Linked DNA regions of Mus musculus: region 2 is linked to region 1. Evidence: chromatin contacts called from public promoter capture Hi-C data. All regions are on one chromosome and are shown on one strand. The core of a region is the stretch at or near the end of the contact, and the rest is flanking DNA. Distances in the headings are between cores, read along the strand shown. Region 1 holds the start of Smg9 (smg-9 homolog, nonsense mediated mRNA decay factor (C. elegans)). Region 2 holds the start of Zfp109 (zinc finger protein 109).

The links. Capture Hi-C pulls out chosen DNA fragments and counts their contacts.
Region 2: a promoter capture Hi-C map of adipose tissue shows a contact between it and region 1. The contact joins the promoter of Zfp109 here to the promoter of Smg9 in region 1. A contact is called at or near these places in 1 of 39 promoter capture datasets (cranial neural crest) and 1 of 9 other capture datasets (adipose tissue).

Annotation. Positions count from the first base shown.
Region 1 is chr7:24,396,993-24,403,478 of GRCm38.p6, reverse strand. It overlaps Smg9 (smg-9 homolog, nonsense mediated mRNA decay factor (C. elegans)), which reads right to left and starts at 3,851. Exons shown (of 14, transcript NM_028047.2): 1 at 3,588-3,851; 2 at 1-87. The coding sequence starts at 81.
Region 2 is chr7:24,235,057-24,241,542 of GRCm38.p6, reverse strand. It overlaps Zfp109 (zinc finger protein 109), which reads left to right and starts at 3,945. Exons shown (of 4, transcript NM_020262.3): 1 at 3,945-4,460; 2 at 4,868-4,925. The coding sequence starts at 4,911.

The DNA.
Region 1 (6,486 bases), core at 2,602-5,101:
GCCACTGGAGCCTGGCTCCTTCCACCGCCGCCGCCGCTCTATCCCGTAGAGCCCAGGCTGACTGTGCCCAGACTCCGACATGGTCACCTGGAAGGAACAAGGAGGTTTTGGTGCAAAGGGAAGGTTTCTCCATGGGCTCACCTGACTGCATGAGGTTCTTCATAAAAGGAGGCCGCTCAGTGGGTAAAGGTGCTTGCCACCAAGACTGCCCTAAGATCAATCCTCAGGACCCACATGGTAGGAGAGAGGCACCGATTCCACACGCAAAGTAACCAGTGCTTCCGGCCTCCGCAGACACCTGCACTCATTACACCCACCCACCCACTCTTAACAACAAACCCAAAACCCACAAACAAACCAGAGGCTGGAGAGAGTGCACATGACTCTTGTAGAAGGCCCAAGTCCTACTTCCAGCATCCACACAGGATGCTCACCAGCATCTCTGGCTCTAGGGAACCACTGCCCCCTTCTGGCTTCCTTGGGTACTGCATGCATGCGCATGTAATCGCACACATATACACACAGAGAACAAACAGCCGCAACTGGAGCTGTGTGGCTGTGGCGGCAGCCGGCTGCCAGTGGCCTCCTGTTTATGCTGACTTCTTCCATTCTGGTGAGGTTAACACACAGCACCCAGAACACACTTCTCAAGCTGTTTTTGCAATTAGGTGTGCCAAATGGTGTGGCAACAGAAGGGTGGCTTGGAAGCATTCAGAAACTTCCCTTTACAGAAACAGGTACATGTCTTTTGCCTCTTCCGCCTCTTGGCTAAAAGGCAGCTACCCCGACTTTCAAGGCAACTTAGTGGAAATCATGGTAAAACAAGACACAGGGTGTTGGTAGTCCCCAGATAACCTTACACTGCCTACCTCTGAAGCCAGTGAGAAACAAATCTATGTCTCTCTTTTGGGACCAAAGCTATTTGCAACTATTGAAGTGGTCCAACAGGAGTATAACTTACAGGAGCACAGTCACATAGAAACGAGACAGTCTCCTTCCCATAGGCAACAAGTCCCCCTGTTGAAGGACTCTCGATCACCCATTCATGTGTGGTGACAATGTTGGGGCTCACTCCCACGGGCCCTTTTATCTACCTGGTTCCACTAGGTTCCTGTAGACCTACTTTCAGAACATGTGGACCAACATGTTCTGGACTGTTGGACTATGCAACCCACTCTCCACCTCTGGTGTTATTGGTTTCCAGGCCCCCGGGGAAAGTGTCTTGGGGTCTTTACAAGAGAATGTGCTCTAGGGACACCCCTGAGTGCTCAGCTGCCCACAGGACACTACGGGGCTGCCTGCTCTGGCTCCAGAGGTTAGGTTGGCAAACTGTGGCCTGCAGAGCAGATCTGCAATCTTCCTGTTTCCAAACACAGGGGCTCATTGAAATCTGGCCTCACAGTGACAGAGTGGCTATGGCTGGCTTCTGTGAGCAGCAGCAGTAGAGGTGGAGACAGTGTGACCCCCTAGGACCTACAAACCCAGCGTCTGGCAGTCACACTGGGTTCCCTCAAACCCTTCCCCACGTCACCCCAGGCCTCAATGACATCAACCGGCCCCCGTGACACACTCTGGAACTGACAGACGAGGCACTTTTGCTGGCCGTGTGGGGGCTTGTCTAGCCCCTCTCAGGCCCGAGTGACCTCTCCACAGCCACAAACTCGACTGACCAAGGAGGGCAAGGACCTGCTAACAGATGCTTGCTGGAATGAGTCAGGTCATAAATGACTGTTTACCGTCTAAGGCCCTCTCCCCACAGACTGGGACTCCTTCCTCCCCACAATTAACTGTCTGCTCCCCTATTATCCTGACGACCTCCCCAGTGCTTCAGAGTCTAATCCCCTGCCCCCATGGAGATCCTGTCCTCACAGTGAAGTGACGTTCACTGGGACCACCCACCCTCCTTTCAGGCAAGTGAAGTGTCCCTCTGCACACTGCTCTGGAATCACTAGTTGACTCTACTCATCAGGTCTTGTGGGGAACGATCCAGAACCTGAGACACCATCTGCCTGCAAGCTGGGACCTGCAATGCTGTTTCTAGGGTTCTCCAGGAAGAGCTCTGCATAAACTACTAAGCTGGTATTCCTGACCTCACAGAAATGAAGTCTAATCTGCATAATGTTGGGGTGGGAGCTTCTGGGTTTCTTGTGTGTGTGAGACACACACATACACATGCCTGCGTGCAAGCAGGCACAGAGCCATATCACATTTGTGGAGGCCAGGTGACAACTTCCGAGAGACCATTTTCTCTTTCCATCCTGTAGGCCGCAGGGATGGAAGTCAATTCTTTGGCCTTGTGGTGGCCCCGTTACCTGATACAACCATCCTGACAGCCCCACACTGTTTTTGCCTGGGCAAGGAGCTCTGCACATCTGCCAGTCTTGCCTCCGCAGCACTGGGATGACAAGATCGTGCCGCCAGGCTCCACTTTTTATGTGGTTGCTGGGGATCAAACCTGGGTCTTCATGCTTGCAAACAAGCACTTCACACACTGAGCTATCTTCCCACCTACATGTGAAGCACCTCTTTGGAGAATCTTCCAGAATTGACAAGTTGCTTTGCAAGAATTTCCAGGAGACCCCCAATTCTTAACTGTTCTAATGCCTTTTCTCTTGAGGCATGGTGCATTCCACAACTTAATACTGTTTCCTCCTCCTCCTCACCTCTCCCTCTCAAACAGGGTCCTGCTCTGCAGTTCAGGCTGGTCTCAAACTCATGGCGACCCTCCTGTTTCTGGCTCCACACTACTGGAATTACATGTGTGAGCCGCCTTGTCCAGTTCTATTCACGTATTTTTCTAAGTGCTTCCTAGTCTACTTGCAGTCTTTTTTTTTTTTTTTTTAAGATTTATTATAATATATAAGTACACTGTAGCTGTCTTCAGACACACCAGAAGAGGGCATCTGATCTCATTACGGATGGTTGTGAGCCACCATGTGGTTGCTGGGATTTGAACTCATGATCTCTGGAAGAGCAGTCAGTGCTCTTAACCGCTGAACCATCTCTCTAGCCCCCCTTTTTAAAAATATTATTTATGTATTTATTTATATGAGTACACTGTAGCTGTCTTCAGATACACACCAGTAGAATGTGCATCAGATCCCATTACAGGTGGTTGTGATCCACCATGTGGTGGCTGAGAATTGAACTCAGGACCTATGGGAGAGCAGTCAGTGCTCTTAACCTCTGAGCCATCTCTCCAGCCCCTACTTGCAGTCTTATATGGAGCCTCCTTCCAATACTCAGGCATGAAGAACCTCAAAATCCAATTTCCATGGAAGGTGGCCCTAGGTGTATGTCGGCTTCTTTGGGACTGTGTCCAGAAATTTCCTCCCGATACTGTTAGAAGGCTCGTACCAGCACTACAGGGACACTTTACAGTGGCTATAGTTTCTATTAATTTATTTGTACCTCCAGCTAACGGCGCCGCAATTCCGAGACCTTCACGTTCCTACTCCCATTGGCCAGCCGCCCAGCGACCTTTTAACGGCAGGGCGGGGGCGGGGCTTGAATACGCCCCACCCCCAACCCCGCCCCGTCGGCGCGCCTGCCTCTCCCAGGCTCGGGGCGTCCCCCCTTCCCCTTACCTAGGGCAGCTGCTGATTAGTTCCTGGGTCGCAGCGCGCGCTCTGAGTGACGGGAGTGCAGCGTGGGCGGGGAAGGTCCTCCACAGCCACCTGCCGTGTAAATGGTGCCGGAAGGTCACAAGCCAGAGAATGAGAGAGGCCGAGAAAACGGGTGCCGGCTATTCCGGAACAGGCCTTGGCGTCCCGGAAGCTCCCAGAGGAGGAAGAAGAGGAAGCCACAGTACGCAGCCCAACGAGTCACGGCCTGCGCTGCTAGCTCGGCGCATGCGCCGCGGGCTGGGCGCGCAAGCGAACCCAACGTGCGCGTTAGACTGAGCATGCGTGAATGGAGGTGGCTGGCTTCAGCACGCATGCGGATTACGGAGGGGCGAGGGAGTATGTTGCTGCTGAGAAGGCGCGTGCGCATTGTTTCTCTGGGCGGGCCTGCTGTTTGGCTGGGTGGGCAGCTCTGGAGATTTCGAGTTCGAATCCCGGGTCTTCTGTAGTGTTGTCAGACCGATCGGGGTAGGGTACGGCGGAAGGGAGGAATTAACGTCCTTATCTGAGCAAGCACAAGACTGATTCAGCTGGCTGCAAGAAGCGATCTTGAAGGACTTTAAGGAAGAGCCCAGCTCCTCCAAGACAGAACATCTGTAGAGAAAGGTCTAGGCTTGGACCTGTGGCACGAGGTGGGCGGCAGAAGTGGGCGGATCGCAGGGCTACAGAAGGGGCAAACATTCAAAGGACTAGGGGCACAGCCTGAAGCAGCTGGAAGGCCACTGGGCAGAGGGTGCAGTCACCCAATGGAAAGACAGCTGAGAGGCAGAAGTTCCACCTCCCCTATTGCTTTTCCTTTCTTAAAGAAAAAAAACCGTGAGTCCATCAGCCTGACCTCAAACTTACCCTCCTGTGTCTGCCTCTTCAGCATAACCTACCTGTGTGTGCCGCCACAATCAGCTCTCTTGGTTATTTGTTTGTTTGTTTGTTTGTTTGTTTGTTTGTTTTGAGACAGGGTTTCTCTGTATAGCCCTGGCTGTCCTGGAACTCACTCTGTAGACCAGGCTGGTCTCAAACTCAGAAATCCGCCTGCCTCTGCCTCCCAAGTGCTGGGATTAAAGGCAGCTCTCTTGTTTTGAGGTGGGGTCTTACTGTGTAGACCAGGCTGGTCTAGAACTCAAAGAAACCCACCTGCCTTGGCCTCAGGACTGCTGGGCTCTCCCCACCCCCTCGGCTTTTCGTTATTCTCTCCCATTCTCTTCTGTACTGAGAAAAGAGAGAGGGCCTTGCTATGTAGGATGTGCTCTACCACTGATCTGCATTTCAAGACACAAGCACACATGCGTGCTTGTCCCCAGAGCTGATCTCCATGTCAGCCTAACTCAAACAGCATCGCCTCCCTCCATGCCCCCGCCAAGCTCTTCTCTGTTCTCCTATGGGCACCTAGCTGCCAAGACTTAAAGTTTGCCTTCCCTTCGGCTTTTCTTTCAAATTTGAAAAAAAAAAAAATGTTCCTTGGAGTGCTGATAGAGGCACACTCCACGGGATTAAACCTAGAGCCCCATGCATGTTATGCATGCTAGGTAAGCACACTGCTGCCTGGGCCACATGGCCAGCTTATAAAGGATGGATATATATATAGTGAGTACACTGTAGCTGTCATCAGACACACCAGAAGAGGGCATCAGATCCCATTACAGATGGTTGTGAGCCACCATGTGGTTGCTGGGAATCGAACTCAGGACCTCTGGAAGAGCAGCCAGTGCTCTTAACCGCTGAGCCTTCTCTCCAGCCCGTGAAGAATTTTTTTATTGTTGAAGCCTGGAGACAGAAAGCACGAGTTTTTCATATTCAAGGTAACCATCAGGGCAGTGATTGGTTGGAGGGCTGTTTATGAAGAGTGCTCAATGCCACCAGATTCACTGAGTTATAAGCGGGATGTGTGCCCTCTAGGATGTGTGCGCACACATGCAGCAATGCACATTTGGATGCCAGAGGAGTCAGCAAGAATCAGCACTGTCCTTCTATCCCATGGGTCCCAAGCGCCTTTACCCAGCAGGCCACCTCACTGGGCCTTTAGTTAAGGTTTCAGCATTCATACATTTGAGGTAGGGTATTGGGGACTGAATTTAAGTAGGCTTGTTAAGCTCCCTACCACAGAGCCTTAGCCCAGCCCTCCGCTTACATGTTTTAAAGATTTCATTTTCTTTTATATGTATGAGTGCTTTGTAAGTATGATTGAGCACCACGTGCCTGCCTGGTGGCTGCCAAGGCCAGAAGAGAGTGTTGGATCCCCTGGAACTAGAGCAACAGAAGGTTGAGAGCTGCCATGTGGGTGCTGGGAATTGAACCCCTGTCCTCTGTAAGAGCAGCCAGTGCTGTTGACTACTGAACCATCTCTATTTTATTTTATTTTATTTTATTTTATTTTATTTTATTTTATTTGTGAGACTGAGTCTCAGTAAATTCCCCTTGAACTTCCTCCATAAGAGGCCTCTTCTGTCCTCCCGAGGCACAGCATGCATGTTATATATATATATATATATATATATATATATACACACATATATATAGTATATATACTATATATACATATAATATATATTTATATATATACACAAAGCATACATGTTAAATATATACATCATCATGTATACATCACACACACACATACATATATAGAGAGACACTAATATCGACCTCTGGCCTCCTCATGCACATACGGGTGAGTGCACTCATCTGCATACATGCCGCAAAGTGGGCAGAGGAGGGATTTGGCATTGTCCTTGGGCCACCGGCACCAGGCTCTGCTTCCCTGTAACTTCTATCTCTCGATAAAGCCTCCTCCCTCACTTAACAGATGCAGAAAGATGATAAGAAGACAGGAGATGCGCCTGAAGGCCCCATGCTTAGGGAGCAGCAG
Region 2 (6,486 bases), core at 2,696-5,195, 160 kb after region 1:
AAAACATCAAAAATCCACAAAATATGACATTTAATCAATTTATTATTATTAGAAAATTTGACTAGAGACATGTCTGCTCCTGACAGTACTCCCTTCATGGTTCAAAGAAGAAACTGAGCACCAAAACCTCAATATGGACTTGCTCCAGTTGTGGCAAAGTAGCCACTGGACAAAAATGGCCCCAATGCATCTACAGACAAATATACTGTCCAGGAAAGGATACAAGATGTAGGATAGTCGACAGCTTAGCTCTGCCAAGACAGAGTAGGCTAATCATTTATAGTTCCTGCCTCATCCAAAGTCTGCCTCATGGTTCTGGTCCAGAAGGCTGAAGACAGATGCTCCATTTTGAGGAATAGGGGACTGTCCAGGTAGCCAGCTGTCTCTACAATTTGTTTAAATTTTGGAAGCTATGTTTTTGTGCTTGCTATATATTCAGATAATGTTTAATTCATCCTCGGATTTCTGACAGGATTGAAAACTGTTATAGTCTCATAATCAAACTTTAATTGTTTAAAATTGAGGAAGATGATGTAGATTTGAAAGGATGGTTTTCAGCTGGCGATGCAAGTTAAAATCAAAACATAATTCAGGTAGAGAATTATAAGCTCTTTAAGTTAGGTTAGACGTTAGAGTAGTGTATATAAATTGACAAAATTGATGGACTGAAAGTTATGAGTGTATCGCATACCTTATAGTTTATATAACTGTTGCAGTATGTTATGGTTACAAGCTTATGGGATCCAGGGAGTGGAATGTGGTAGTTGGAGTGAGAATGGCTCTGAAAGGTTCATATGTTTGAAGCTGGCTGGCTCGAGCTTGCTGCCATGCTTCCAGCTGTGATGTAAGGGACTAAGCTTCTGAAACTCTAAACCTGCCCACAAATGAATGCTCTCTATTTCAAGAGTTGTCTTGGTCTTCCTCAGTTTCTTTCCTCAGAGACTTGAAGGTCTTTTCATACAGGTCTTTCACTTGCTTTGTTAGAGTTATACCAAGATGTTTCATATTATTTATGGCTATTGTAAAGGGTTTTGTTTCCCTCGTTTCTTTTTCAGCCTGTTTAGTCTTTGTATAAAGGAGGGTTACTGATTTTTTTTTTTTTTTAGTTAATTTTGTATCCAGTCACTTTGCTGAAGGTGTTTATCAGCTGTAGGAGTTCTCTGGGAGAATAGTTGGGGTTGCTTATGTATCATGTCATTTGGAAATAGTGGTGCTTTGACTTCTTCCTTTCCAATTTGTATTCTCTTGATCTCTTGTCTTATGGCTTGGTCTAGAATTTCAAGTACTATATTGAATAGATAGTGAGAATAAAAGGGCAACCTTGTCGTGTTTCTTATTTTACTTGAAATGCTTTAAGTTTCGCTCCATTTTTCATTTGATGCTGGCTACTTGCTTGCTGTATATTGGTTGAAGAATAGATAAGGAAATTTTGGAATACTGTTCAGGTATTAAAAACAAAGGCATTATGAATTCTGTAGCCAAATGGATGGAACTTGAGTGAGGTAACCCAGAGCCAGAAAGACACATGTGCCATGTACTAACTTATAAGTGGACATTAACCAAGTGCAGGATAACCATGTTATAATCTACAGACCCAAAGACACTGGGTAATAAAGAGGTTCCACGGGAGGGTGTGTGACTCTCTCTCAGAAGGGGAAACTAAATAGTCATCAGAGGTGGATGGAGAGAGGGAACTGGGTAGGAGAGGGGGTGAAGAGGGGAACAGGGATAGTGACCAGGTATGGGGAGAAGATGGGGATGGGAAAGGTCTAGGAGTGAGAATGGAAATTGGTGGGTGGCATTTCTGGTGACTAGCTGGAAGCCTGGGATGGCAAAAATATGGGGAGTCTATAGGGGTGACCCTAGCTGAGATTTCTACCAGAACGGGATAGAACCAGGCTGAAGTGGCCACCTCCTGTACTGGGAGGTAGGACTTCCATAGGAGAGAGGCAGACATCAGTCCACCCACAAAGCCTTCAATCCAAAATCTGTCTTGCCTACGAGACGTACTTGGATAAAGACGGAGTAGAGTCTGGGGGAACAGGCAACCAATGACTGACCCAACTTGAGACCCATCCCATGGGAGAGAGCCAACCCCTGACACTATTAATGATACTCCGCTATGCTTGCAGACAGGAACTTAGCATAACTGTCTCCTCAGAGGCTTCATCCGGCATCAGATGGAGGCAGATGCGCACACTCATAGCCAAACATCAGGCAATGTTCAGGGAGTCTTATGGAAGAGTTAGAGATAGATGTTAGCAAGCCCCGGGGGTCAGCGACACCACAAGAAAACCTACAAAGTCAACAAACCTGGGTCCATGGGGACTCACAGAACCTGGATCACCAACCAGGGAGCATGCACGAGCTGGACCTAGACCCCCCCTACACATTTGTAATAAATGTGCACTTTGGTCTTCATGTGGGTCCCCTAATAAGTAGAGAGAGAGCTATCTCTGACTCTGCTGCCTACCATTGGATTACCTTCCCACTACCTGTCTGTCTTGTTGGGCTGCAGTGGGCGAGGATGTGCCTAGTTCTGCTGGCACTAGATATCCCAGGGCAGGGTGATACAAAAGGGGGGCAGTGAGGGAGGAGGGATTTGTAAGGGTAGAATTGTGCTGAGAGGAGGGAGGGGGCTGTGATTGGGATGTAAAGTGAATTAAAAAACCAATAAATTATTGAAAAAGAGACAGAGGGAGAAAGGGTATAGGGGAGGTGGGGTAAGTAGAGAGGGAGGCAGAGAGAAGTGCCTAGGTGGTGTCTCTTCACAGCAATAGAATGTTGACTCAGATACTCTGTGTTTGACCACTAGGTCATTCCTCCAGCCCCTCACTGGGGGATTCTATGTAGGGACTCTGACTTTGCTGTGGAATCGAGTTCTTATAGTTGTGAAGTAAGTTTTAGCTTTTATAATACAGTATAATATGGGACTTCAATGTTTTAAAAAAGTATCCACAGCTGGTCATGGTGGCCTACCCCTTTAATTCCAACACTTGGGAGGCAGAGGCAGGCAGATCTATGAGTTCGAGGATAGCTGGTCTACACAGGGAGTTCCAGGACAGCCAGGGCTACACAGAGAAACTGTTTAGGAAAAAAAAAAAACAAAAACAACAAAGAAAACAAAACAAAAACAAAAAAAGAAAAGAAAAGAAAACAGTATCTATAGTTGTTGTTCATGAGGGTGTTGTTTGCCTCTATGACGGTGCTCCTCCACCTATTCACCCACTCTGCCTTCCCCCTCTGACATCCCCTACTCTGGGGCATCAAGCCTCCCTCTTCTCCCACTGATGTCAGATGGGGCCATCCTCTAATACATATGTATCTAGAGCCATGGGTCCCTCCATGTGTACTCTTTGGTTGGTGGTTTAGTCCCTGGGAGCTCTGGGTGGTCCAGTTAGTTGATATTGTTCTTCTTATGGGGTTGCAAACCCCTTCAGCTACTTCAGTCCTTCCCCTTGCTTTTCCATTGGGGTCCCCGGGGCCAGTTCGACGGCTGGCTGTATTTGCAGGTGTTGGTAGAACCTCTCAGGAAACAGCCAAACCAGGCTCCTATTAGTAAGTACTTCTTATCATCAGAAATATTGTGGGGATTTGGTGTCTGCAGGTGGGATGGATCCCTAGGTGGGGCGGTCTTTCCTTCAGTCTCTGCTCCATTTTTTTGTCCCTGTTTTTCCTTTGGACAGAAAGATTTCACGGTTTAAAATGTTGAGATGTGAGGATGGCTCCATCCCTCAAATGGGTGTAACCTTTCTAAGGAAGGTTTCTGATGGTGTCCTAGATGTGCTCCAAAGCCAGGCACTTTTGCTGACGCATTCTGGGAACTGTAGTTCCGGCGCCTGTGTAGGTCGAGGTCGCTTCCGCTCCGGGAGGCATGGTTACCTCCGGGTGTGCCAGGGAGGGGAGACGTGGAGGGTCCCGCGCCCCTTCAGGTGCCGCCGTGTTCCCTGAGTGTCCCGTGGGGACAGAGTCTGTGGACCGGGAGAAGCAGGCAGTGGTGGTGGCTGCGGCGGCGACCGGTTCTCTCTAGCTGGGCTCTTCCTGAGGTGGCGCTGCCAGGGATTCCTGGACCCATCTCAGCTGCTCCTGGAGCCCCGGGGAGAGTCTAGCTTCCCATGGGAGCCTGGTAGAGGAGCTGTGGTGACAGATGGCCAGTGTCCTAAAGCCTTAAGTGGTACGCAACTCTGGTTTTGATGTGACTTTTTTTTTTGCATTTATTTATTTGTTTATTTACTTAAAGAGTGGGGCGTGCCACAGCTTATAAAAAGTGGGAGTAGAGTCACTCCTCCACCATGTGGGGTCCAGAGACTCGAATTCAGCTGACCAGGCTCCACCACAGTACATGTACTCCTTGAGCCATATCGCAGGGGCAAAAACTCCCTTTTAAAGAAAGGGTTCAGGTTTTTGTTGGTCCTTATTTCATGCACGCGGGAATGGAGACTTTTTGGAGGCTTTTTCAGGTGAGCGACCTTCACTAGAATGTCAACCTTTTAGTGGTAGAGACAGAGGACTGGGAAGGGGGAGGGATTTCACTCCCGTGTATAGAAACAAGTATGTGTAAAATAGCCATCAAATTAACAGGCCCGTCTGAGAGTGACGGTCAGTTTTGACAGCGTTCATTAGAGAGTTCAGAGCTTAAAGAATTGCTTTTCTAGAAAACCCATCACCACAGGCGGCTTTGTGAAGGTAGGAGTACCCAGTATTCCTGAAGCTTCCAGAAACAGAGAATGTGGTGAGTCTGGTAACCCGGGAGCTTAGTAGAAAAGCCTGGTCAGCGCGCACAGCCCTTGGGGCTGATGGAGAAGCTGAGGAAGCCATGTGGAACAACTGTCCTAGCAGTGTTCTCACGAAGCCCTTCCTCCCCCAGCTTGCTTCCCAGAGCCCTGCCTTGTCTCAAAGAGAAGAGAACAATGACCAAGTTACAGGTAAGTCGGGTTGCTTCCCCCATCCCCACAGTGCTAGGGATTGGAAACAGGACCCCTGCATGCTGAGCAAGTGCTCTGCAGCCACCATAGCCTATTTGACAAGGTCCAGGCCACGGAAGGACCCTGTTCCCAAAACAAACAAAAACCCTAGACAGCACCTGAGGAAGGACACCAGAGGTTGGGCTGTAGCCTGTACATACATGTGTACCCTTGTGTACATATGTACACTCACATGCATGCACACATGTATACACACATGCACACAGAAAACTGCTCACCCTCACTTCCTGCATTGGACTTCCTGAGCATTCATATCCTGAACAACCAGGGAGCGTCTGGCTTCCGCACAGCTTCTGTGGTTGACCCAACTCAGATGATGAAGGAATGAAGAAAGGACAGACACACAGACATGTGTACAGACAAGCTGGGATCGAATGAGCTGTGTGCTCTGATGGAGACTCCCCAGCAGCCCTGAAACTCAGCGCATTTATTAGACACCGCTGAGCACCCAGGAGCCATGATTCAGGAAACTGCAGCATGAATACAAATGCACGGGTATTTTACATGGAGTTCAGCCAAGCTCCCCAGCTACACAGTACCCTCAGCTCCAGGGACTAGACGCTTGTTTTGTTAACAACAGTGGTGATTTTCACACGTAATTTGTAGTCACCAGGTATCCCTGATTCTCTGTATTCTGGCCTAAACTGGACACTTTAAAATTTTTTTGGGTACCTTGGTAAGTGATTAAAAATAGTTTTCTTGAAACTTTCACTTAATTGAATTTTTGTTTTAAAGTTATTATGTATATATCAGTGGAACACTATATATATAAATAAAATGCTTCTATATATATTGTGTGTATATGGACAGAACATTTAACATATATAACATTATATACACATATAATGTTATATAAATGTATAATGTAACCTTTATGGAACACTGTGTGGCCATGATTGGCATAATGCAGACAATGATGTTAGTTTTGTTGGACATATATTGGCTGCTTAATGCATATCATATTGTGTCTAAGGTCCCTCGGTGGACTCATTTAATCCCTTCAGGGATATGTGGAATGGAGATACTGTTATACACATGGGCAAACTGAGGCATTGAGAAGTTGCCAAGTTCTAGATTGTATGAAATTGACACAAAACCAGCCGGTACAGCCTGTTAGATGGACAGGGCTCAGGGCTTAATGATTGATTCAGACTTGAGTGCCGTCTGCCAGATACTCCTGGGCACACAAGCGTTTCATAAATTGGAGAACTTTTGGATTTGGGAACATTTGCATAGACTTTGCTAATAAAGGATTCTGAATCTGAAATTCATAATCTTGCTCAGCGCTAAGCATTCTAAGTGATGTCATCACTCATGAAATGGGTTTCAGAGCGCTTTGGATGAAGGTAAACCCACGCTGTACTGCCCAGGAGGAGCCGGGCATTGCCAGCTCCATTACATTGTCTCAGTGTAAGTCAGCACGTTACTCCCCACAGGGCTTGGTGCGCCCTAACTCTGCAATCCATGACTTCCCATTTAGTAGCGATGGACCTAGTGACGA